Linked DNA regions of Mus musculus: regions 2, 3, 4, 5, 6 and 7 are each linked to region 1. A link is a contact called in public HiChIP or PLAC-seq and promoter capture Hi-C data. All regions are on one chromosome and are shown on one strand. The core of a region is the stretch at or near the end of the contact, and the rest is flanking DNA. Distances in the headings are between cores, read along the strand shown. Region 1 holds the start of Mtrf1l (mitochondrial translational release factor 1-like). Region 2 holds the start of Lrp11 (low density lipoprotein receptor-related protein 11). Region 3 holds the start of Akap12 (A kinase (PRKA) anchor protein (gravin) 12). Region 4 has its middle 67 kb from the start of Cnksr3. Region 5 holds the start of Zbtb2 (zinc finger and BTB domain containing 2). Region 6 holds the start of Armt1 (acidic residue methyltransferase 1). Region 7 holds the start of Cnksr3 (Cnksr family member 3).

What was found. Promoter capture Hi-C pulls out the DNA fragments that hold promoters and counts their contacts. HiChIP or PLAC-seq counts read pairs in DNA pulled down with a chosen protein or histone mark.
Region 2: a contact with region 1 is called in a promoter capture Hi-C map of embryonic stem cells, with 7 times the contacts expected there. The contact joins the promoter of Lrp11 here to the promoter of Mtrf1l in region 1. A contact is called at or near these places in 9 of 39 promoter capture datasets (the 3T3-L1 cell line, 3T3-L1-derived adipocytes, embryonic stem cells and 5 more), 1 of 484 Hi-C or Micro-C datasets (embryonic stem cells), 3 of 115 datasets of contacts at active chromatin or transcription factors (embryonic forebrain, extraembryonic endoderm stem cells and stem cell-derived neural progenitor cells) and 3 of 9 other capture datasets (adipose tissue, embryonic stem cells and liver).
Region 3: a promoter capture Hi-C map of pre-B cells shows a contact between it and region 1, with 7 times the contacts expected there. The contact joins the promoter of Akap12 here to the promoter of Mtrf1l in region 1. A contact is called at or near these places in 1 of 39 promoter capture datasets (pre-B cells) and 1 of 115 datasets of contacts at active chromatin or transcription factors (embryonic stem cells).
Region 4: an H3K27ac HiChIP or PLAC-seq map of embryonic stem cells shows a contact between it and region 1, with 10 times the contacts expected there. The contact joins the enhancer-like site here to the promoter of Mtrf1l in region 1. A contact is called at or near these places in 5 of 39 promoter capture datasets (the 3T3-L1 cell line, hippocampal neurons and liver) and 2 of 115 datasets of contacts at active chromatin or transcription factors (astrocytes and embryonic stem cells).
Region 5: a contact with region 1 is called in a promoter capture Hi-C map of hematopoietic stem and progenitor cells. The contact joins the promoter of Zbtb2 here to the promoter of Mtrf1l in region 1. A contact is called at or near these places in 19 of 39 promoter capture datasets (the 3T3-L1 cell line, 3T3-L1-derived adipocytes, the C10 cell line and 13 more), 5 of 484 Hi-C or Micro-C datasets (CD4 T cells, Th1 cells, liver and 2 more), 5 of 115 datasets of contacts at active chromatin or transcription factors (astrocytes, embryonic forebrain, large pre-B cells and 2 more) and 2 of 9 other capture datasets (adipose tissue and liver).
Region 6: a contact with region 1 is called in a promoter capture Hi-C map of pre-B cells, with 6 times the contacts expected there. The contact joins the promoter of Armt1 here to the promoter of Mtrf1l in region 1. A contact is called at or near these places in 8 of 39 promoter capture datasets (the C10 cell line, embryonic stem cells, erythroid cells and 3 more), 4 of 484 Hi-C or Micro-C datasets (CD8 T cells, cardiomyocytes, embryonic stem cells and 1 more), 3 of 115 datasets of contacts at active chromatin or transcription factors (astrocytes, extraembryonic endoderm stem cells and stem cell-derived neural progenitor cells) and 3 of 9 other capture datasets (embryonic stem cells, liver and macrophages).
Region 7: a contact with region 1 is called in a promoter capture Hi-C map of pre-B cells, with 6 times the contacts expected there. The contact joins the promoter of Cnksr3 here to the promoter of Mtrf1l in region 1. A contact is called at or near these places in 13 of 39 promoter capture datasets (the 3T3-L1 cell line, the C10 cell line, cranial neural crest and 9 more), 5 of 484 Hi-C or Micro-C datasets (Sertoli cells, bone marrow-derived macrophages, embryonic stem cells and 2 more) and 7 of 115 datasets of contacts at active chromatin or transcription factors (cardiomyocytes, embryonic forebrain, embryonic stem cells and 3 more).

What each region holds. Positions count from the first base shown.
Region 1 is chr10:5,822,644-5,825,251 of GRCm38.p6, forward strand. Mtrf1l (mitochondrial translational release factor 1-like) reads right to left here and starts at 1,300. Exons shown (of 7, transcript NM_175374.3): 1 at 883-1,300. The coding sequence starts at 1,120.
Region 2 is chr10:7,588,492-7,591,099 of GRCm38.p6, forward strand. It overlaps Lrp11 (low density lipoprotein receptor-related protein 11), which reads left to right and starts at 1,326. Exons shown (of 7, transcript NM_172784.4): 1 at 1,326-2,122. The coding sequence starts at 1,561.
Region 3 is chr10:4,265,002-4,267,609 of GRCm38.p6, forward strand. Akap12 (A kinase (PRKA) anchor protein (gravin) 12) reads left to right here and starts at 1,328. Exons shown (of 4, transcript NM_031185.3): 1 at 1,328-1,667. The coding sequence starts at 1,518.
Region 4 is chr10:7,277,750-7,280,357 of GRCm38.p6, forward strand. No RefSeq gene overlaps it. Among named protein-coding and RNA genes, the nearest start is that of Cnksr3, 67 kb to the left of the region's middle. Within about 2 kb of position 1,297, at least 35 of the 459 cell types and tissues checked have an H3K27ac peak or open chromatin away from gene starts, as enhancers often do.
Region 5 is chr10:4,386,807-4,389,414 of GRCm38.p6, forward strand. It overlaps Zbtb2 (zinc finger and BTB domain containing 2), which reads right to left and starts at 1,302. Exons shown (of 3, transcript NM_001033466.3): 1 at 1,039-1,302.
Region 6 is chr10:4,431,304-4,433,911 of GRCm38.p6, forward strand. Armt1 (acidic residue methyltransferase 1) reads left to right here and starts at 1,302. Exons shown (of 5, transcript NM_024261.2): 1 at 1,302-1,408. The coding sequence starts at 1,368. Rmnd1 (required for meiotic nuclear division 1 homolog) reads right to left here and starts at 1,085. Exons shown (of 13, transcript NM_025343.6): 1 at 963-1,085.
Region 7 is chr10:7,210,920-7,213,527 of GRCm38.p6, forward strand. Cnksr3 (Cnksr family member 3) reads right to left here and starts at 1,318. Exons shown (of 13, transcript NM_172546.2): 1 at 713-1,318. The coding sequence starts at 764.

The DNA of each region.
Region 1 (2,608 bases), core at 50-2,549:
GGCAGACGTCTCTGGAGGCTTTAGGAACGCAGACACTTTGGAATCTCGAGGGAAACATGAATTTCCAGGTCTCGAGTTCTAACCATACAGTGCATCGCTCCTCTTGCACTGCAGTGTGCCAATGCCATACACTCACCTGCGGCTTTAGTTCCTCTGCTGGGACTAGCGAGTCTTTCCTGTGCAGCTGAGCTGCCAGTGTGAGACCCCAACTTACAGAGCATTTCTCCCTGGAAGGTAAAGAAAGCCCCTGGACGTTCCCCAAGCTTGCTTTCCCTGATCTCTAAAAATACAGCCAGAAAGAAGCTCTTTGTTCTCTATAGCCAGCAAAAAGCCTTTTTGTTTCTATACTTTACAACCAGAGATGCCTGCCTTCCTGTGCTGAGGACACGGAGATAAAAATTCAGAAAGAACTCACTACCCACTCCTGCCTTGTAAATTTCACCAAGGACACAGAAAAGAGAAGAACTCTCTTCCCAACTCCTCCCAACTCTTCCCAACTCTCCTCCCAACTCCTCCCAATTCCTCAGCTAGCTGTTAAAAGCCCCCTACTGCCACTGCTTGGGGTCGAACTCCCCTGCCCGGCACCGTCCTCAGCTAGCTGATAATAAAACCTCTTGCAGTTTGCATCAGGTGTGGTTTTCTCTCGGGTCACTGGGGTGCTGGCCAGCTCATCCCGGGACTTGAGCGGAGGCCTAGCTTCGGGGGTCTTACACCAGGAGGGGAGAGGAAGCAACCGAGAACCTTAGTGACTTCAGAGGACTAACTTGGCAGAGCACCTTGTCCAGGGACTGCTCTAGAGAGCCCAATGGAGGATTGTCAGAACCCTAGTGACAAGATCTGGAACGCAGATGGCTTCCGAACCCACTAGAGCGGGTGGCTTACCGTGCAGCAATGACTCCGTGTCCCGCAGCTCCCGCTCCTTCTCGCTCAGCAGTCGGGCGGCCGCGGCCAGCTGGGGGTACCCAGCGTCCAGACCACCGGCCTCCGAGCCCACGCGGCGCTCCAGGAAGGCCCGCAGGGGCCCGCCGCGGGCGAGGAGCTCCTCGGAAGGCGGCGGCGTGCGGCTGAAGGCGCGGCGGGCCCACAGGCGCCGGGCACCGCTCAGAAACCCGCTCCGCATCCTGGCTGGGCCGCCCACCTAGCAGAAAATATACAAACACTCTAGGAAGGTCTCCGATCCAGAAATGTTCTGCCGGAAATGTTACGAGAACTTCCGGCAAAGCGTAGTACAGCCTGGAGGTCCTCTAAAGTCAAAAGGCAAGCGGGCAGGGAGGTCTGGACGCGTTTGCCCCGCCTCCAACCCGAGCGCCGAAGTCTCCGCCCTACCCCAGGGGAGGGGCTCCGGATTCTCAGCTCCTCCTCCAAATGGGACAGGTCTGGGGCCTCAGCCCGCCCCCCTCAGGGCGGAGCTCCACCGTCTCAGCCCCGCCTCCACGGGGGCGTGGAAACCACCCACGCCTGACTCCCACTTCTAGTGGGCGAGCTCTGCTGCCTAGGCGTGACCTTGAGATAGCGAGTGCCTCCAATGCCTCAGCCCCGCCTTGAGACAGAACTTCACCTCCTCAGACCGGCCTCTAGGGAAGAGCTCCAATGCCTCAGCTCCGCTTCCTCGGCCCCGCCCTCCAAAGGAAACTCCAAAAGCGCGGCTCCGCCTCCTCAGCCCTGTTCTCTAGGGAAGGAGCTTTAACGCCTCAGTCCCGCCTTCTCGGGTCGGCTCCTGGAGGAAGCGCTTCCTCCGCCTCGTCTCTCAGGGTGGAGCTCCACCTAGTTCCGCCTACAGGCTGAACTCAGAAGCCTCACCTCCAGACCAACTCTGAAGCCTCGACTCCGCCCTCAGGCCGAGTTTGGCTGCTCCCCAAGACCTGTTCCCCAGCGAGCCAGGCTGGAGTGAACAGCAGGTGTCTGCAGTCTGAAGGTGAAGGTTTGCTTCTCAAGGCTGTGAGACTTAAGGATAGTCAAGCGACCAGCAGGCACAGAGTCCACAGCCACAGAAGTCATCTATCTCCAGTCTCTAAGGCTTAATTATAGGGTGGTCATCTGACATAGGTTCCTTTCAAGGACAGGCATATCCTACTAAACCTCCCAGGGACGCTACAAAATCTGTTTTCCTATCGTCACCCACCACACCAAGCACTAGGTTTCTCCGTTTCCTGCCTCACATTCTGATTCACTCAATCCGACTCTCCATTGCTCTCTCACTTTCTTGCTGTTGCTCCCTCCTCCTCCATATCCAAGTTAAAACTAACAAACTACAACACAATGAAGCATTTTAAAACTTTCCTCATTCTGCTCTGAAGTTGTAACTCTCGGGGAGTACTTGCTTACCTTGCTCAAGGCTGTCTGCAGCCCTGCAATTAAAAAAAGAAAGAGAGAAAAATCAAAGGCCTCCCTCTAGTGGACATCCACCCTCCTGACTACTAACTTATGTATTTGCAATTCAAAAGACTTAACCACTGCCTACCAGAGAAGTGGGTAACAGGATGTGAATAAACCAGACAAGCCACTCCTGAGGATGCAGAATTTGAAGCTTAGTCTACTTGCGAATTCTACTGGATTACTAGCTGTTTTTTGGACCATGGTGGTTCACTGCTGATCAAACTGTTCTCTG
Region 2 (2,608 bases), core at 76-2,575, 1.8 Mb after region 1:
AGCTCCTTCTTCAGTGCCATACCTGTCTGGATGCTGCCATGCTCCTGCCTTGATGATAATAGACTGAACCTCTGAACCTGTAAGCCAGCCCCAATTAAATGTTGTCCTTGTAAGAGTTGCCTTGGCCATGGTGTCTGCTCACAGCAGTAAAACCTAACTAAGACACCATGTACGAGGAAATAGTGTTTTTCAGGCAGAACAGGGCATTGAGGAGGCTGTGACAGCATGCACAAGATCTGCTCAGGGCGAAGCCAGAGAAGATCTTAGCACAGAGGCTAGGTAGTGGATAATAGAGTCCCACCATTGGCCAAGAAGCTGTTCACAATAGCTTGGGGGTGGGGTAGTGTTTTTTCAATCTGGTGACACTGGGTATATAAGCCCTACTCCAGAGGAGGCCCCATGTTCAAGAGGAGCTAGTCAACACAATTCAGATTCCACATTTCTGGGTTTAATGTTGTTTTTGGGTTTTAAAAGTGAAACAAGAAGGGAGGGAGGTGAGTGCGGATCTGGGTGGAGTAGGGGAAGGTATTAGAATATGGTAAAGATGTATGGAATTCTCAAAGAATAAATAAAAGCATTTAAAAACAAAAGGTGACTTCAAAATTAGTAATAATGAGCTTCTCCACGTGTCTAAGCACTTCGTGGGCACTGACTTACTTAACATTCATTTTAGAAATGAATACGATGATATCTTGATCTTGAAGCCGCACACTTCAGAGTATTGTGTTCTATCAGTCAAACTAAATCAGGTGTCATCCATCCCAACACCCAGTAAACTGATGGGAGATCATCAATCGGCCCAACCCTCCTTCCCATACTGCCCGGCCTTTGCCTCCTCACAAGTTCAGCTTTCTGTTGCTAAACTTCTGGTGTTTAAGTTCTCTAAACGAAACTGAAAGGCGAATTAGAACCTGAATGTAAATGTTTTGTTTCCTTTATTACCTACCATAGTCCAAATCTCTTTAATAATAAATAATGCAACGAAGTTGGATTCCAAAAGACTGCCAAAGTTGTCTGTGGTCCCCTGGCTGTACCCGTCGCTCTCCGTAGTAGCCCCGAACTTTAGACTGATGGATTTTCTGACTCTTCCCCTCCCTCCAACCCCGAGTGCCCTGCCCTGTGAGCTATGGCCTTGCGCGAGTCTGCTTGCTGAATGAGGCCTGATGGGCCCAAACACCCACGCTGCTTAGGGTGTGATCAAGCCGCGGAGCAGCCAGGCAACTCCGGGGAGTCCCCTCCTCCTCCCCACCGGGCGCCGGAGACCGACAGACCTGCGGAAGTCCCGCCCCGGAGCCGCCCCAGCACGCCAGGCTCCGCCCCGTCGCAGCCGCTGTCCGCACGCCGGTGCTGATCCACGTAGAGGCCGCTCGTCGTCCCGGTGCGCTTCCGCGGCCGGAGCGAAGATAGAAGCACCGAAAGCTCGCAGCCTGGTAGCAGGGCCAGGGCGGCGCCGAGTCCGGCCGAGTCCGGCCCGCGATGCCTCTCGAAGCCGGCACACTCGCCGCCTCCGTGAAGCAGCCAGGCCCCGGGGCCGCCGAGCTCTGAGGCCGCGCTCGTGCCATGGCCACAAGGGGAGGAGGACCGGGCCCCGGCTTCCGGCACCGCGCGCTCCGCGGGCTGCTGCTGCTCTGCCTCTGGCTGCCCGGCAGCCGGCCCGGGGAGCCCGCCGCTCCGTCGTCCGGAGTGGATAGGCTGCTTCAGGACTTTCGCCGGCAGCTACAGCGGGCACGGCCTCGCGAGGAGCTAGAGCCGGAGCTACTGGGCGGCCCGCGGGAGGATTGCCCGGGTGCGGGCGGTACGGCGGTCTACCGGGCGGTGCCCGATACCATCATCCGCACCCAGGATTCCATCGCGGCGGGAGCCAGCTTCCTGCGCGCACCCGGGAGCGTGCGGGGTTGGCGGCAGTGCGTGACGGCCTGCTGCTCCGAGCCGAGCTGCTCGGTGGCAGTGGTGCAGCTGCCCCGGGGGCCCAGCGTGCCCGCACCTATGCCCGCACCCCGCTGCTACCTGTTCAACTGCACGGCGCGCGGCCGCAGCGTCTGCAAGTTCGCGCCACTCCGCGGGTACCGCACTTACACCCTCAGTCGCGCCGAGGACGCCGCTGGGATCCCTCCCCGGCCAGGTAAGCGACGCCAGGAGGGTCCCGCCTGCTATCGAGCGAGCAAACTTCTCTGCTTCCAGAGGATTAAAGCTGTGGGTAACCGGGAAAGTGGTTCACATTTTTCTCTGACTTTGGGCTGGTGCTAAGAAAGTGCAATAGAGGGGCAGAAGCAGACAGGGTCCGTTGGGCTGCCTTTGGAAGATAAGGGGGCAGATCGGAGAGCACTGACGGATCGATTTAAGACGATAGCCCGGAACCTTCTTTGTCCCAGTAAAGATTATTTTAGTTTTATTTTGTCTCATAGGTTTTATAAAGCGTGTTTTACCGCAGGAAATAGCAAGGACAAGATTTGATTAGATGCAGAATTGCTCCTAAATACCCACTCCTGCTTCCTGGTTTGGCTCTCTGCCAACACATAGCTCCTTCAGATATAAAAATATGAAGGAAAACTTGTCACTCCATCTCCATTCTTTTCTTCCATCCCTTGCCCAAAAATTTCCCCACATT
Region 3 (2,608 bases), core at 78-2,577, 1.6 Mb before region 1:
TCTGTTTCTAAATGAATGAACCCCAAAGAAACTGGCCTTCCGAAATAAGTGGAGAAACCAAATTTTATCCTGAAAAACCGAGTTGTTCCCAATAAACACTTAAATGACCATGAATAAGGACCAAGTGTTATTAGCTAAATTAATGTTTTCATTGATACTCAAGTAACCTGTATCAAATCTAGGGACAAGATATTTATCTGGCATCTAGATTCAATGCTCTTACTGATTTTAAATCACTAATTCCTTCACTCATCCACAGAGCCTCGCTTTGTGGCTCTCAGACTTGGCTGAAACTCACTCACTACCTACCCCATGCAGGCCTCAGGCTCAAGCTAACCCTCCAACTTCAGCCACTGAAGCATCAGGATTTCAGACACGAATCATGGCACCGGGCTCACCTGACATCATTTCATCTTTTCCCCCTAGCATTTTAATGCTTAGTGACGGGTAATCTAACAAAATTTCAATTTAAGACTTATTGGCTGCCATGTTAATACAATGAGTATTTAATCAAGTGGAGGAAGAAAACAGACAGGCCCTTTCTTTGCTAGTACGAGAGAAATCTTCGTGTTTTGATAATGCCGATGGCGACTAAGCAGACCTAAGCCAATGTGGTGTTTAAGCGTCGGGAGAGAGACGAATGGCCTGGATGTGTAACCTTCAGCATCAGACGCTCAAAGGACAGGCACATTTCCAGTAACAGCTTCATTTCCCCGCGCGTTCCCCGGGGAAAGAGGGCGGCGAGTTCTGTTGATGGCATCAGCTGACATCACTGGCTGGGATCATGGGGACGCTGGGCCCACCTCAGCGGTGGCCTGACTGCATCAACCTCTGGGTTTCCCAGCTCCTGCCACGTGAGCCGCCCTAATATGGCCAGGCTCAGGAGCAGCCCAGGAGGGCTTCCTTTCTCCGGCTGAAGGAGAGAAAGCTAGAAACAAATGCTTAAAGTCAAACCCAACCTGAAGAAAAGCAAATGGGGATTTGGGTTCCCGCCTGGTCAAATGTAAATCCTTAGTCTGCAGAAGATCCAACCTTGGGTTATCAATCATTACATTAAAAAAACAAAGCTTTTGCCCCCGCCCCCTTCTTTGCTGCTCCTGAACCTTCTGCAGCCCTGGGACAGACCCCAAACCCCTCGTCCCCCTTTAATGACCCGAGAAGCCCTGGGGGCGGGGTGGGCTGCTGGGGGCCTGGTGTCGGAGCCTCTGGTCCTAGCAGCCTAGGGGGAGATGCTGCAAGGCGTGTCTGGGCTGTGCTCATGTGATGAAGGGAGGGAAAAACAAGGAGGGGGGAGGAGGCTACGAGGTGGCTTTTTTTTTTTTTTTTTCTTTTAAGGAGTTTGCCACGAGCGCGTCCCCTTCATTCTCAGTCCGGGTGTGTTCTCAGCAGGATCGTGGAGAGCGGGTGCTCCTCACCCCTTAGTCCCTGTGGTCCTGGGCGCACATCTCCTCGCCCCTCTGCTTCTCCGCGGTCCCAGGAAGACGGCTAGCCGGCGAGAGTAGGAAAGCCACTGAGCCATGGGTGCAGGCAGTTCCACCGAGCAGCGGAGCCCCGAGCAGCCGGCGGAGAGCGACACGCCGAGCGAGCTGGAGCTCAGTGGCCATGGGCCCGCAGCGGAAGCGTCGGGAGCAGCTGGAGATCCCGCTGACGCGGACCCCGCCACCAAGGTAAGCTGCAGCCACCTGCCCGGGTGGGGCGGGATGGAGATGGGGCGTCCCGGCGGTTTCCGCCTGCCACAACTTCCCGCCGGTACAGCCCATCTGCAAACTCGAGCGCAGCCCTGTGCAGTCTCTGGGGTCTTTTGCACCGGGGCGGGGCTGGCATCTTTGTGGAGGGTCTCTAAGGGCGGCGACCTAGCCAGCCCTTCTGCAACCATCATATCTGCCCTGACCGCCGTTCTCTAGTCTTTCTTCTCTCTTCCGGTGGGCTGGCAGCCTGGGGGATGGCCGGTGGGGCATCCGTAAGAATTGACCACGGCCAGGCTTCTTAAGCCACTTTACACACCCCTAGATCCCAGGTCCCAGAGTGGGGAAGTCGGGACCTGCTTTGAAGCAGGGCAAACCTAGGTTCTAGGTTCCCCGCCCAGTGTTGGCCTTGATACCAGCTTCCACCCGGGCCACCAGGTCTGGTACCCAGAGTCCTGCGGCAGCGCCTGGGACACCGCCTAGCTAATGCAGAGAGCCATGCATGTAGCTCTCTTCCAGACAGAGAGAACCGGAGCAGAAGCACGAATGGAGGGATAGGCAAAGCTCCTGGAGTCCTGTCTCCCTTTCTCACAGTTTACTGCCTGTGGACTCAGTTGGATAAACAAACATTGGAGTTAGAAGTTCTGCACGGATGTAGGAAAAGGCTTAAGTAAGCGTTCCTTGCACTCTTTCTGTCGAGTCCACTGTAAAGCTCTAGATATACTGCATTTTATAGGGATGCTTAGTTTGAGACTGGAATATTTGACCCTGCCCTGCCCATCACAGCCTTTACCTTTGTGTCTTGCTCTCATTATTGTATTTTACTTCTGTTCCTTTTGTTTTGTTATTGTTTAGGGTTGTTAATTAATTAATTTGCTTACTTGTTTTAAGACTGGGTCTCACTCTGTAGCCCAGGGCTGGTT
Region 4 (2,608 bases), core at 47-2,546, 1.5 Mb after region 1:
TGTGTATATCTGTGCATATATATGTGTGTTTGTATATACGTATGCCTCCGTGTATGTTTGTATGCATGTATGTGTGTATATGTGTGTATGTGTGTCTGTGTGTATGTATGTATGTGTATGCATGTGTGTTTGCATGTGTGTATATACATGTATATGTATTTGTGTGTATATAGGTGTACATGTGTATTTGTATGTTTGTGAGATATATATATATCTGTCCATGTGTGGATGGGAGTGTTTGTGTGAATTCCAGAGTGCATGTGCAAGGCTTCATCAACTTCCCCTATGAGCCATCCCCTTCACCTATGTTTGTATTTGTAAGACAATATTTTGCTCTGTAGCCCAGGCTGGCCTCAAACTTACAGCAAAGCTCTTGTCTTAGCCTCAAAAGCTCTAACATGATAGGCATGAGCCACCACACCCAGCTGCATTAGCTTTATTGTTTAAAAAAAAAAAAGCATTACTGAAGAACAATGCACATGGGACAGGCTGCAAATACCCCAAATGTACAATTTAACCAGAGGCAGGATCAGTGCTATGAAACCAGCTCAAGAATGAAGATAATGACCACACATTCACCATCCACTGCCCCCAAGCTTCCTCTATCTCTTTTCCTCCTCCCTCTATGCCCATCCCAAAACATCTTCTATTTTCCTTTGAGAGAAGTCAGAGGGCCAGAGAGATGGCTCAGTTGGTAAAGAGCTTGTCCTGCAAGCCTGAGGATTTGAATTCAATCTCCCAGAACCCACAGTAAAGTGTCCACACAGGACAGCAGGCTCCTATGATCCCAGCTCTAAAGAGACAAAGACAGAAAGATTTACAGGGCTCCCTAAGGCAATCTAACTTAATGGATGAGTCTCTGTCCCAATAAGAAACCCTGTTCCCCAAAATAAGATGGCAAACAATTGAGGGAGACCTCTGATTTCCACATTCACACACAAACGCATATACATGCCCTGCATATGCACACATGCATACACTACACACACACTACACACACACACACACACACACACACACACATTCTGGAACACACATACACACAGAGAAAAATATCAGAGTGCTTTTTTTTCCCCAAGTACTGTTTTTAGTTGCCCAAATCCATCTCCTGAAGCTGGAAGGCAGCTGCTAATCTGTGTGAAACACGCATAGTAATCTGCTTAGTCGTCTGGCACATGCTTCATGTAGGAAAAAAATAGAAGAATAATAAAATGCAAGCAAATTCCAAGAGAGCGGAGAACATATTTGGCTTGTTTAAGAAGCATAAGGAGAAGTATTTGCCTCAGCTTTAAGCCAGCACAGCATTCTTCCCTGTGGGGAGTAGGGGCAGGAAGGGCCAGGAGCAGCTCAATACTCAAAGTGGCCATGTGTTATTAAAAAGAAAGGGACGGCATTGCTTAAGGAAATGCCCACTCCCGTGACAGAAAGCCAGCTCACTTCAGCTCAGGGAAGCTCTCCTGTGTCTGTGGGGGGCTGCAACGATGAGACAACTTCTCCCCAAATGAACGTTAATAGACTGGAAGCTTTAACGTAGAAAGCAATGCTCAGAGTTTATTCTTTGAGCTGCATCTGCTCTGAGGGGGAGCAATCCTCCAGCTCTCTTTTTCTTTTTAATGTGAGAAATTTAAGGGAGAGAATGATTCTGAATATGTAGATTTTTCTATTAACTAACTATGTGAGTCTATACACATGCCATTTCACTCTGACTTCTTAATGAAATAATGCGAGAATTGAACTTTAAAACCACTTCAAAGTCCCTTCAAGCTTTAAACGGTATAGAGTGGGACATTTTCTGGAATATCTTTGTACCCCATGGGCCTCAGCCAGTTCAGATCTATCCCAGAGCATGTAGAAGGCAAGTGCCCGCTACTAACCAACAGTCCTTCCCACCACTCTTCTCTGTTGCTACTATTAGAAAGCTACCGTATAGCCATCATATAACTCTGGATTAAGAAGAAATCAAGTCCATTAGCATTTTAAATTGTTTCCAGAAAGGATGGAGAGCCATGTCACAAAACTGTCCTTGTGAGAATATTGCTAATTCTAGACACCCTTAAGTATCCAGAACAGCGTGTCACATGTCCTGTGTAGCAGCCCCATGGTTTTAGAGTGAGAGACTTTCCCCAGGTGTCTGTCTGTGTGTTAAGAGCACTTCCCTGCCTTTCTACAGCTGTGAAACTACAGATGATTGTATTATAAAAGTCTATGAGGGTTAAAGGATGCTTGTGACCCAAAGTGACATGTGTGGGAGATTTGGCCACTATAGGCCCTACTAGAACTTTCCCTGGGTTTCAGAGTCCTACGTTCCAATCTTCCTTTAACCCATTTATCGCCTACCGTTTCACTGTAGCTGTCTGGCTGAGCATCTCTGCCCGTGGGAGTAGTTATTTAGTTAAACCTGCCTCCTGCTCGTGATGCACAGTGGCATACACCCTTAATCCCAGCACTCAGGAAGCTGAGGCTGGCAGAACTCTGAGTTCGAGGCTAGCCTGATCTATAGAGTGAGTGAGTTCCAGGATGACCAAGCCACACAGAGAAACCCTGTCTCGAAAACAAACAAACCAACAAAAGCATCTAAGTCCTCAGCTATACCCGCAAAGGAGTCTGG
Region 5 (2,608 bases), core at 52-2,551, 1.4 Mb before region 1:
GGCGTCCGGGTCCGCCCCAGGGGCCCAGGGGAGGGGGAGCAACGCACTCTGGTCGCGCCGCTCGCTCGCTCGCTCGCCCCTCCCTTAGGCCCCGCACGCTCGCGCCCGCGCCCGCGCCCGCGCGCCCGCGCCCCGAGTCCCGCGGCGCCCAACACAATGCCGACGCCTACGCCTCGCGCGCGCACCGCCCCGGCCGGCGCCACGGCCCCGGCGCCAGGGGCGTGGTGGAGGGGCGGGAGGGGGGAGGGGAGGGGAGCAGCGCGCGCGAGAGCCTCAGACAGCGCGAGACCCGAGGCCGGAAGCGCGCGTGCGCGCCCCCGCCCGCGAGCGGGAGGCGGAGCCGTAGCAGTAGCGACAGCAGCTGTAGGAGCCGCTGCAGCTGGGAGACGCGCCAGAGAGGCCGGGCCTGCTCCGGTCCGACCGGATCCCTCCCCTCCCCCTCCCTGCTGCCTCCCCTCCCCCAAACCCACTTCCGCAGCTCGCGGCCTGGCCGCCGAGGCGGCGAAGACAACAACCCCGGCGGGAGGCGACGGCCGAGTACGCACCTGATGGGCCCACCTGGCGGGGCTCCGGCGCGGGACCGCTCACCGGCAGCCGCCCGCTCCGGACGCCCTTGGCCGCGGCGGGCAGCAGACACCGGCGACTAGGACCGGAACGCGGAGCGCCCCCTCCCCTTGCGCCCGCCCTCTCGGCTTCCGTCCCCTCCCCCTCCTGCGAAGCCCCGGATGGAGCGGCCGCGACTCGCCGCCGCCCGGCTGCCTGGATGGTTTTGTCAGGCGGCTAGGGCCCCGGCGCCTGGCGCCGTCGCCGCCCCCGCCCCGCCGGGGCCGCCCCCGCCCCGGCGCCCCGCGCGCTAGGGCCCGCCGCCTGCCTTCGCCGGGAGCCCCGGGACCGGGAGTCATTCGTCGCCTTTGTTGCCACGGCCGCTGCCGGAACCGTTTGCGAGCTCCGGCGGCTCCCGCCCCTCCCTGCTGCTTCCCGGAGCCCGGGCCGGGGGCGGCACGTGGGCCCCGGGACGCGGTGGCGGTGCGCGCTTACCTGTCGCCGGTGCGGGCGGCCGCGGCGGGGCGTGAGAGGGGAGGCAGAGCCGGGCGGCCTGGCCTAACTGTCCCCGCCGCCGCCTCTGCCCCGCGTTGCTGCTGCTGCTGCTGCTTGCTGCTGCCGCCGCGGTCGGTGTCTCCGGCGCGGCGGCGGGCGGCGGCGGCGGGGCTTTTCCTGTCCGGTTACGTTAAGGTCACATGACCGAGAGAGCGGAGCGACTAGTGCAAAGCGGCTGAGAGCGGCTCCCGCCGGGGGGGAGAGGCGGCGAGAGAGCAGTGGCGGCAAGAGCCCCTCCGCCCCCCCAGCCGCTCCCCTCCCCCCTGCCCGCCCGCCTCCGCCTCCTGCTGCTCTGCCGCCGTCGCCGCCGCCGCCGCCGCTGCTGCCGCCGCCTGCAGCTCGGCGCTGCGGCTTCCACCCAGCCTGGGCTCGCGGCCCCAGCCAAAGTTCTGCAAGCCATGTGCAGCTGAGGCGAGGAAACTTCTCAGCGGCCGGGCCCGGAGGCTGGCGGCCCGGCCCCCTTGTTTACAGAGTGTTTAGGTAGGACCAGTCCTGCCGCTGCAGACGGTCTTTTCAGGGGTGCAGAGGGAGACGCATGCCCGTTCTCCTGTCAAGAGATGCTTGACATCTCTTGGCTCTCTCTGCCTTTGTCCTTGGACTGCTCCGGGTTAGCTATTCGTCCGAAGATACGGAGTTGGGCTGTTGTTGATCGGTGCTGGCTGAAAGTCATACAGAAGTAGCTATCGTTGCATGTCCTGTGTTGCGAGGTCGAGGTGCTTGCTGCGTTGCATAGGCGACTTGTAGGCTAAGCTGTTTCCGTTAGGATTGAGTGGGATACTTCCCTGCGCGTTAAGCTTTGTGGTGCTTTGCGCTGTGTGCATTTGGACAGGACGATACTCTGGTTGACTTTTGGTCTCTTGAGGATCTAGTGGAGTAGAGTCAAGAGTTGCCATCCTGTGGGGTGTGTTAAAGGGAGATTCTGAAACAGGTAACATGGCGGGGGAATTGGAATGCCCTGATTGAACCTTCTTAAGGGTTTAAAGTTGACCTTTTATGTTTCCCTTTTGCTAGAAGTTGTGCTTCAGGTAGTACAGTTTTATCCCTTTTGCGTGCTTGAGTTAGTGGTTTACTTTACATAGCTTAGATTTTACGCTTGTTTGTAAATAAGTGCTGGCAGCTAACACTTGGCTTGCCAGCACAGAAGTCTGTAAGGACCTTGATGCCAAACCCGTTTGGTTTTGAAAGTCAGACTCCTAGCACAATGCTGTACACTGACTGTGCGTCCTAGAAACCTCGAGTGAGTGTGCTTAGCAATCCAGTTGTATGTACACCTACTGATGACTAATTTCTTCGAGGATGTAAACATCTGTGTAGCTGTAGTGTTGCCCAGTGTGAGTAACAGATCCCGTGGATACCTGCCTTGAACTTTCCTAGCCTTTGATCAGCTAGATGAATGGCTTGTAGAGTGCTTAAACGTCTGCGTCCACAAACGAGTCCTGACCGTGACCTGCGAGTTCTAGGGCATTATCAGTAAAACAGCAGTGCTGTCCTTCACACTGGAATGCTCTAT
Region 6 (2,608 bases), core at 52-2,551, 1.4 Mb before region 1:
CCACTCACCTGTCCACAAGCTCTCCTCCTAAGGACTTGACTCCCTCAGTGACTTGGTATAATACATATAACCAACACACATCCATCACATCCACTTTGGATTTTCAAGACTGGATTTCTCTGGATAACCTATAATTTCTCTCTTTGACTGGCCTGGAACTTGCTTTGTACACCAGGCTGGCCTCTGCCTCTGGAGTGACAGGATTAATACTTATAACCAACACTCATCCATTCTCTTGCTATTTTTTACTTTGTCCTCATATTTAGCACCACTTACATACCTTGTATTTTTAGCTTTTTAATTCATGCAATGACTACTCCTTACCGTGTGCAGTATGCTAGCTCTGGAAATGAGCAAATAAGGGATAATATATATTAGTTAGCGACAGTGATATCAGAAAGCAATAAAGGAGATTTTTGCCTCTCTTCAAAAGCAGGTTTCTGTGTTTGTCCCCCTATGCTCAGTGACAGTAGTGTCCTTGGGCACAGAGGCGTCAAGTAAATTTTTAAAATGAAACACAAGGGAGCTGCAGTTTTTGAGCATTATCCTTAAGCATAATATGTCCATGTGCCTAAGGATAGCACTAATTGCACTTAGTGTTTTAAGTTGGGAGTGGGACATGGGTAGGCCTAGGCGTTTGACGGCAGGGCTGGGGGTGGTGGTGGACATAACCAAAATATATTGTACATGAGATGCAGAATACCATCAATGAAAAAAGCGGCTGCATCCAGGTTAGATTCAGCGGGTAAGTGGGGCTGACCTTTGGGAGCACTTCTTCCAGTTCCTAAGTTCAAGGTGATTTCATGCACCTTGGCAGCTACTACTATGCCCTGCTTCCAACTCGGCGGGGTCGGGAGTGTTTGGCTTGAGGTGCTTCGGATTCCCGGCTAAATTCCCAGGCCCTGGCCGAAGCCCACACCTCCTCACCAGCTTCTCCGGCTGGGGAAGCGCGAAGCACTGACCTGTGCGCGGAGAGGACGACCGCGACGCCCACGCGCACGCTCCCGCCGCAGGAACCTCTGCGGAAACACACCCCGCCCCGCCCCGCTGCGGCGCAGGCGCACTGCAAGCCCCAGGCCGGCAAGCTGGGACACGTGACCGTCCGAACACGTGACCGCTCCGCGCCCCCCCCCCCCCCTTCCGCTCGGCGGGCTACCGCCTCCGGTCCTCCAGGGCTTCCGCTCGCGTAGCCGGAAGGCCCTTGCGCCCCATGTTCTGACCCTGGCCAGACCACCAAATAAAGTTTCTGAGTTCAAAAGCGCTTAAAAAAAAAAAAAAAAAAAAAAAAAGCTCCAACGCTTCCTTTCTGGAACCGCGGCCGTTGAACCCCGGGCGACGCCAGTTGAGTGGCTTGTGGTGCCGGTGTGATGGCCGAGTCCCCGGCGTTTCTTTCCGCTAAGGACGAGGGGTGCGTCTCGCTTTTTTTTTCTTGCGCTCTTGGGAGAAAAAACCCATGTTGGGTGAGGAAGCTGTGGGCGGTCGGGAGCGCCGGATCCTCAAGCTGAGAGTTCGAGTCCCACCTCGGTGGGAGAGAGCCGGCTCGCTGTGCTGGCCGGCGTCAGGACCTAGCTAGTTCCGCTGTGTACCTTCTTCCTTTCTGTCCCGAATTGAGACGCTGGGGCAGGAGTATTGCTGCGAGTTAAAGCCAGCTTGAGCTCGTAGTGAGTTCGAGCTCACTGTGGGATACATTAGGAAAAAGCTTGTCTCTAACAAGTGAGAAGGAAAGGCGCTGCGGGGGCCAACAATTAGGACTCATACCTACTGCGGTGTGTATTAATGGTATGGGTCAAACTAATAACTCTATATTTAAAAACGTCCTAATTTTGCGTGTGCGCGCACATGCCATTATTCGCGTTAGAGGTCAGAGGACAGCTCTGGAGCCGATTTTGTTCCTTCACCTCTCAGGAGTTCAACGAGAACTCGGTCGCGGGCAGCAGATTTATCATGTGCCTTTACCCACTGAGCCATCTCACTGGCCCCCAAAATAAACATCATTAGAAGTAGTTCTTGCAATTTTCATCTTTAGAGTTTTCCCCCCTATACACACTTCTCATGAAATTTGTTAGGCACAATCGATTCACCAAAACAGCTAATAGCAAAATGGAACAATTAGTGGGACGTTAGTTTACTTTAAATTTAATTAAAATTATTTAAAACTTACAGATCGTTGACTGCTGGAATTTTCCACTTGCAATGTTTTTAAACTGGTTGAGTGCCCCTGGGAAGGCAAACCTGTGGACAAAGGGGGAATTACAATATGCTACAACGCTGAGAGCAAAGTTATAAGTAAGAGCAGAAATAAGCATTGGCTAAGTAGCCAATCTTCTTGTCTGGCTGGATGGTTGGTTTTCTTTTGACACGGAGCTATTGAATTATGTAGTGAAGGATGACCTGGGACTCCCAATACTCCTGCCATTATACTCTGTGTCATTATAGAGGGAGACACCACTAGGCTCCAAATTCATATTTCAAATACTTTATTTTCAAATGATTTAATTAGTTTTTATGTGTTGGGGGAGTGTGGCACTCACCTGTGACATTACCCAGGAATGGACGTCAGAGGACGACTTGTGTAGGGAGTCCCCTTTGTCCTTCTACCATGTGGGTT
Region 7 (2,608 bases), core at 68-2,567, 1.4 Mb after region 1:
AGGGACCCTTCCACTCCTGCTACACCGTCCAGCACCCACTGAGTTTCCTCTTCCCGAGTACTGTACAGAACCAGACTGTAGTCCAGACACTCGGCTCCCTCTCAGTGCTTAACTGGCCTCAAAACGCTGCGCCCTTGGGGGTCCTGGCGCCTCCAGAGCTGAGTCCCTGCCTCTGCGGGAGTCCTGGCGCTAGGGTCCTCGCAGGCGCGAAAGCCCGTTCGCCCTCTCCAACCCAAACAAACAGGCTGGGCTGGCCGCAGGAGCCTTCGTCTACCTGCCCAACTGCCAGGTCACGCCCGCGAACTGCTCTGGGCCCGCAGCCTTTACTAGATCCAGGGCCAGGGGCAGTCACCCACACAAAGACGCCTTGTGCCTCTGCGCTTGGCTACAGGCAGCAAGTCCACCGTACCCGAACTGGCAGAGAGAGTGCCCTGGCGCCAAATCCCAAGCCCCACATTCCCAGCCAATCTTCCACGGAAAGGCCATCCCATAGCTCCCTGACTTAAATATAGGTGTCCAGTCGGCTGCAGTCAACGCGCACCCCCACCGAAAGAAACCGATCGGAGCAGGCGCACCAGAAAGAGACGCACAAGCCGCTCAGTAGAAGTTTGCTTTGTCGCCGGCAGGAGGGGCAGAGCACTCCAGTGCCCAACTCTTGGCCCGCCCCATCTCCCCGGCTGTAGGGCGCGGGGGTCCTCCACGGCTCGCTCACCTCTAGTCCAGTCCACCACTTGTTTGGGGCTCCACTTGGTCACGGGCTCCATGGTAAGCAGCTTCGCTGTCCGCTGGGCTAGGCAATCGACAGGAGTCCTGCAGCCTGCGCCCGTGGTTGTCCCCTGCGTGTGCCGGGAGTCCGCTCAAGCCTGCATGGCCGCAGTCAGCGGGCCATCGCGCTGCGGTTTCTGCGAGGGAAGCGCGGCCCTGGGTCTCTGCGCACGGGACAGCTATGTCCCGTACGGCTGCTCCCCGCAGCTACCGCTGTCCAGATGCAGTTCCCCCGACGCCGCTCTCTGCTACAGCTGCTTCTCCGCAACCACCGCAGCAGCGGGAGCAGGTTGCAACCTCAAACCCCAGGCCGGGGCTGCCCTGGCGTGGGACTCTTCTGGCCGGGAACTTCTAGGTCGGCTGGCCCTCCGCGGCTCCTGCGAGCGGTGTCCGTCCCCGAGGTCCCCACTCCGCGTGCGCCCCCGCCTCGAGCCTTCCCGCCAGTGGGTCCCACCTCCTGCGCCACCGTCGCGGGCCGCCCGGGCGGAGGAAAAAAGCGGAGCGTGCGCGCTCGGGTTGCAAAGTTTCTGCTCCGCTCGGCGCTGCCGGAATAAGAGAGGGGGCGGGGCGGAGCGGGAGCAACACGTGAGAGGGGCGGGGCCGCGATGACGTAGACTCCGGTTTCTTTCCCTCCTACGTCCCAGCTCCGGACGCCAGGGATCTACTTTTCCTCTTCAAGGGGTGGGCTGGAGCTGCAGCCTGAGTCCTGGAGAGCCGCTTGGCTCCGAAGAGGTCCCAGCTTAGTGGCAGCTGAATCCTGTAAACAGGTTTTTTTGTCTTTGTGTGTTGGTTTGAGATGTGTCTGTTCTCGTTTTTAAAAGCTTCGAGTCGCAATCTCGCCTTAGCTATTCAGCCTTTTAAGTTTCCTAAAGTAGGCCAGTTGTGTGTGTTTTGGACAAATGGATGGCGGTGTGCCACTGCTCCAAGGCCGCTACAGTGTATCAACTCTTCGGTTTAATAACACCAGAATGGCAGCTCTTTGAGTTGTGTTTTGACATAATGTAATAGTCATATTTTCAAAATGACCTAACGCTCGATTCAGATTAGTCATTAACCCTGAGGCGAAAGTTGTCAGCGAGCCAAAAAAGAAAAGAAAAAAAGAGAGAACCTTGCCTAGTTCAGCCTCTGACAGGGAGAGGAAAGCCCTTTCTGTACTACAAGCCTCAATTTGGAAGCAGAGCGCGGGTCTGGGGAAAACCCTATAACCGGTGTTTACCTCCCTCCCACACACATGCAGACACTCTTTTGGCCCTAGTGAAGTCTTCTTTCAATTATAGTTATTGATTTCCATCTTCCCCTGAGCAACTATTAACCCTATCCAAGGAGGAAGCTGCTTGTTATTGGGGTATATTGAGCTGGATCTGATCTTCCCCTTCCAACTACTTATCTTCTGAAGTAAGGGAGTGGCTAGTGTTTATTGATTCAGTAAATACCCGCAGTTGCTTTCCCTGCACCAACCACTGCGTTCATATTTCCTCTGTTAGGATAGCTGCTCTCTATTACACGTGAGAATCACTGCTAGCACCCAGCTATCTGTTGTATAGTGAGTGTTTTGGGTGTACAGCGTACACACTGTCTTAGCCTTCCTGAGCAATTCGTCTATGCAATGGAGAGGTACAACTATCAAAAATAGCGATTTTTTTTTTTTAACCAAGAGTAATTACCCAACCCAGAAACTTGACACCGGCCATGAGAAAATTCCTGGTAGAGTAGCTGCCCTCTTTTTAAGAAATGATCTTTGACATCTGTCTTTCCTTAACCATCTTGACCTCTGCACAGTGGGAACTGTGCCTACAGTTTCGAAAATAGCTATATGATTAGATGACCAAGCAAGTAATTCATC